Linked DNA regions of Mus musculus: region 2 is linked to region 1. The links are chromatin contacts, called in public Hi-C maps. All regions are on one chromosome and are shown on one strand. Each heading gives the region's core, a stretch centred on a gene start, on an enhancer-like site or on the middle of the called end of the contact. The rest is flanking DNA. Distances are from core to core; before and after follow the strand shown.

The links. Hi-C and Micro-C count contacts between places; a contact is called where the count stands out from the background.
Region 2: a contact with region 1 is called in a Hi-C map of myocytes, with 2.1 times the contacts expected there. The contact joins two enhancer-like sites. A contact is called at or near these places in 3 of 484 Hi-C or Micro-C datasets (cerebellar granule neurons, myocytes and nephron progenitors) and 1 of 9 other capture datasets (embryonic stem cells).

The regions. Positions count from the first base shown.
Region 1 is chr4:33,586,059-33,588,657 of GRCm38.p6, forward strand. No RefSeq gene overlaps it. Among named protein-coding and RNA genes, the nearest start is that of Gm32955, 16 kb to the right of the region's middle. Within about 2 kb of position 1,308, at least 136 of the 459 cell types and tissues checked have an H3K27ac peak or open chromatin away from gene starts, as enhancers often do. A contact at or near this core is called in myocytes, where this site is marked.
Region 2 is chr4:33,695,833-33,698,431 of GRCm38.p6, forward strand. No RefSeq gene overlaps it. Among named protein-coding and RNA genes, the nearest start is that of Gm33059, 84 kb to the right of the region's middle. Within about 2 kb of position 1,284, at least 19 of the 459 cell types and tissues checked have an H3K27ac peak or open chromatin away from gene starts, as enhancers often do. A contact at or near this core is called in myocytes, where this site is marked.

The sequences.
Region 1 (2,599 bases), core at 58-2,557:
AGAACCACAGGTTGAGAATCACCAGTCTAGTGGGAAACTGAGCCCCATTTCTTTATACCATCCTGAGAACTGTGTTTTGATCGTCTCACATTCTCTCCCTAGTTTCTTGCCAGCTCATCCTCAAGACTGTAGACTGGTGTCTACAAGGATGTTACCCGTATCTATAGTCCTTATTAGAATGAGCTGGCCGGGCCTTTCTTCAGCTTGAAGTCACATTCAAAGTACAGCCTACCTCTCCAAGATAGTCAGTGTAGTGAACTGAAAAGGTGTGGAAGACAGATCGCAGTCCTAAACACAGACAATGTCAAGAAATTCTCTCCCTCCCCAGTCCCACCAACTCAGTCCCACCTCCTCTCCTCAGTGGTGGCTCACTCCTTTCTCCTTCACCAGCCATCCGCTGCCCTGCCCGAAGCAGACCTAGCCAGGCTCTCTGGTTCTCCTCACACAAAGCCCAGGCTAGAGGTCTCGGCTCTGAATATTTATGTCTTAATTCTGTGTCTCTTGGCTTGTATTCCTCCCTTCAGTGTTAGTTCTGCTTTGTGCAAATAGCTTCATTTCCATGACAGATGCCTTTGCAAGGAGAATGCTTAGATATGGAACCGGCAGCCTTAGAGAGCTGTACCAAGCTCACAGGACTCAATAAACAAGGGGTGACTGGGTTCACTGCCACAAAAAACAAAAAGCCTACAGCAGCCTGCAGGAGCCCTGAGTTCTTCCGCAAGCCTGTGGCAACAGCTCCCTCTGCCTGAAGAGCCCTTTGTCCTTTTGGTCTCTTGCTTTTCTTTTTCTTCCCCAGTTGTTCCTTTCCCTCACCAGCTGTGAACAACAGCTCCCGCAGACTCTGTCTGCTACAGAAATGGTCTGACTTCTGGTGTGAAGGAAATGAGAGATGAGGGGGAAGGACCTGTGTGGCAGGGGCCGTGAGTATAAACACATACTGGATCATACAGATATTGGGAAGGAAACCCCACACTCCCCTCCTGAAATGGAAAGTTAACCCTTGCAGCCAAAGCACGATGTGAAAATGAAGCTCTCCCAAGTCTGGCAGGGAGAGAGATCTAGAAATCATTCTTGGAACTTGCAGTGCGGCCCAGCGCTGCAGGCATCGAGGAGGGCAGAGGAGGGGGTGAAGATCCCCAATAAAATAAACCACGAGAGAGATTTTATGCGAAAAAGATAACTATAGCTGACAGGATCAATTTCTTGGTACAGGAGGGGTCAAACTACTTAGAAAGCATCTGTGAGGAGAGGTGGGATGGAAAGGCGGGTCACGTGCCGCTCCAGGCCCCTCCCAAGTCAGACTTGTACTGGCTGAGGTACTGCCCCTGAAGCGCACGTGGGAGGAGTCTTCTGATCTGAGCACAGCATCTGCCTGGTGATTCCTGCTGGTGATTGACTGATAATTAGACATACTTACTAAGCCATTTCAGGGAACTTAGGGAAAGAAAGTGATGTTGCAGGGATATCTGAAAGTGAAGAAGAGCAGTTCTGAAAAAGAGACAGAGTCTCATGCTACCTTCCCCCCATAATCCAACTCAAAGTTCAAATCTCCGGTGAGTCCCCCTGCCTGGCCACCCAGACTTCATCTGACATTCAGAGTCAATGGTCTGGGCTGGGCGAGTAGTGCTGGCATCTGCGGGTCACACGAGCTCTTAGGATTCTAAGGGGCAGTTATGATGAGAGCCCTGAGTCAGCCCTTCATAGTCCCTGGCTGAGTCATCTTGCTTTCAACGACACTTCTTCCTAAGCCAAGTGCCTGCAGATGGTGTGAAGCCCAGTCACACCGAGAGCTTAGTGACTTGATGATTGTCTCTAAATAAGGAGTGATGCAATCTCATTTCTATTTTAGGAAAATGACCGCGTAGGAAAAATGGCAGCGGGACTGAGGATGGAGAGCCCGAGGCTAGGGGAACCAGTTGGCCACTTGACCAGTGACAGCTATCAAGGCCGTGACTGACGGATAGGAGAGGCTGAAAACATGGCTCAGGCAAAACTGACAGTTCTGGCGACTGTGGCGGGGGCAAAGGCAAGAAGGGTTGAGCTTCAAGATGGGAAGTCAAAGTCAGGGACAAGACTAACCAAAATGAGGCCAGTGGAGCTGGAGAGGGAAGGACCCCATCTGCCTGAATGCCTGTTTCCTGTTCACATCCTGGGCCCCTAAGGGCAAGGCAGGTTAAACAGAGGATAATTGGTGTTTGCGGCTAGACTCAGGGCTGCTGGAGGGTGGGGCTCATCTTCTCCCGGCCTAGCACCTACAGCAGTCAGCACATGATTGACACGCAATGTCTCTTGAGTACAGAAATGAGTGGCAGACGAAACTGGAAACAGTCTCACTGGAAAACCTGAGTTTTTGGGGTCAGTCTATGACAAAGATGACTTCACATAGAAGCCAAGATCTCTATGAAAGCCAGTATGGTTTCTTTCTATATGTGGGGAAAGAGGAGCTATGCCAAGAGCCTGCGATGCCATTGGGTCTCTATCAATGTCACAGTCTCCTTGGCGTGGAGGAGGGAGATGGGGAGGACCTGCAAGAGGGTCTGGTTAGCAGAACTTAGACAAAGGGGGAACGTACCACTCAGCTCTACCACATAGGAAGGGA
Region 2 (2,599 bases), core at 34-2,533, 110 kb after region 1:
CTCCTTCCTCCTTCCTCCTTCTTCCTTCCTCCTTCCTCCTTCTTCCTTCTTCCTTCTTCCTTCTTCCTTCCTCCTTCCTCCTCCTTCTCCTTCTCCTTCTTCTTCTTCTTCTTCTTCTTCTTCGTTTTTTGTTTTGTTTTGTTTTGTTTTATTTTGTTTTGTTTTTTGAGACAGGGTTTCTCTGTATAGCCCTGGCTGTCCTGGAACTCCTTTTGTAGACCAGGCTGGCCTCGAACTCAGAAATCCACCTGCCTCTGCCTCCTGAGTGCTGGGATCAAAGGTGTGGGCCACCACGCCCAGCTGTATCTTTTCTTCTTTAAGCCATGACTGCCGCATACTTTGTCATAGCAATATGAAAGTAATTAACACACTATTGGGAGAGTTACTCTAGGCCCTACTGAAGTTCAAACAGCAACTGGAAAACGTACATTCAAATCACCATAAGATATAATCTCATGCTCACTGGAAGGGAGAAACTCTACATGTCGGTCAATAGCAATGCCATGATATACAGCTTGTCCTAAAAGATATGCTTTGAGGAAATAGCTTTAAGAAGTGAGGATTATGATAGCTGTTTATGGGTGGGAAGTGAAGGGAGAGACTGGATAAATGTTCATTAAACTGTCTCTGTGTGTTTGCGTGATTTTCATAGGGATGTTATATTTCACATCGAAAGCAGTGTCCCTGAATACCAGGGCTGGTATCAGCTACACAGAAAATGTCACCTTGATTCTCCTTAGGTTAAACGTTGCTGTCATCTTTTGTGTTTTTCCTACTGAATGCTTCCTTTAGTGATGTCCTCCAGAATCAGGAGTCGACTTGTCAAACCCTAATGGCTCGTTTTCTACAAACCTCAAGGTGTGGGGGGGGGGGGCTGAGAACCCAAGACTCTTTAATCTAACAGTCCTCAGTTTGTGCACTATGGACTAACATCAGTTAAGTCTCTCAACTTAAAAAGTCAGGTTGCAACCTTCATAGAGCTGTTTAGTTTTGTCTAGCCTGATTTGCCCTGTAAGCCATGTTGTGTGTCCTAATGTGCATGTGCACTTCCTGAATGATTGTAAGATTTTATCCTATATCACTTTTATGATGATTTCAACGTTTATAGAAAGCTTGAAGAAGATGAAGATGAGATCAATTGTTTCGTCGTGATAATTACTAGGCTTATTAGGGTGCTGTCTTGCCAAGCCTCAGTTTCTGTGGAAGATGCTATAGTAATGTATGAAGTCGGTAAGAAAAAGCTTGCTTTACTTGGCTGCACTGAATCCCGTCAAGCTTCTCTCTATGCCTACAGACTTCCAGGACCATCTGTCTTCTATTTGAATTGAATTTATGCTGTCTGACTTCATGCTGTACAGCCGCCGAGCCCAAAGCAGCTGTCGTTGGCTTCAGGTTTATTCTTGAATCTCTCTCTAATCCAACACCACCAACTCTGCTTTGGGTTTCATCTTTGATCCTTTCTAAGGGCTTTTTCTCTGAAAATGGTTCTCTCAGTTCTTTCTCTCTTCCTCCTCTCTCTGTTTCTGTCGCCTAAATATTTGCATATCACTTTTCATAACAAACACAAACAAACAAACAAGCAATACAACACAACTTCTTCAATATCAGTGAGCCATTAACCACAGGTTGTTAAACCACTCATTTATTTCACTAGCAAACCACTGTGAGCACGTCATACCCCTCCCCCTTTACCCTCCCTTCCCCTCCCCTCCCCTTTCCTCTCCCCTCCCCTTCCCTCTCCCTCCCCCTCCCCTCCCTCTCCCCTTCTCTCTCCCCTCCCCCTCCCCTCACACCCACAGTAACACACCTACTCAACATGACCTCACCTTCCAATAGTGCCACTCCCTGGGCCGAGCATATACAAACCATCATAATATTCTTCAAGCAATTTTTGTTTTATGGCTTTCCACATTCTCTCTTTCAACAGGAAAGAACTGATGTTTTGAAGTATCTTGGTTGCTTTGGGTGGAGGTGGAGGAGATAGGATTTGAAAGGGACAAATAAATGCTGAGGAGCAGAAGGACCAGGCCATCAGACGGAAATGACACATTTAGGAGGGAAGCAAGGGTACCATAGCAGGCACCATGCCATGGAGTAGGGGACCCAAGGCCTAAGTGGCAGAGCAAGCATTTTATATGAAGTTAAGGAAAACCTAAACTTGGGACAAGGTGATAATGTAATTGCAGTGAGTAATATCATTTTATCAGCACAACAGTTAGTAGCATCTTGTCCGTGTTTCCATTTCATATACATTGATTTTAGAAAATGCTAATTATCCTGTTATTAGTATGAGAGGATTTCTACCTTGAAGATACATGTAGCTATAACTATTGGCTCCTCTTGAGGAAAATAGAGTCAGGTGAAAACTTGTGGACAGCCATGAATGTCCAACTCAATAACGAGGGTATTGGCATTTGTAGGGTTAATGTGCATAAAATATTCATTCAGTTTTACTGGGATCTACTAATACACCTTAAAATAGTCACAATTCACGAGTGTTGTCCAGCAGTTAAAATTACATGGCTATTTTTACTTTTTATATTTAAAACCTTTTATTTATGAATGTGTGTGAATGTGTCTTTGCATGTTTGCCGGTATG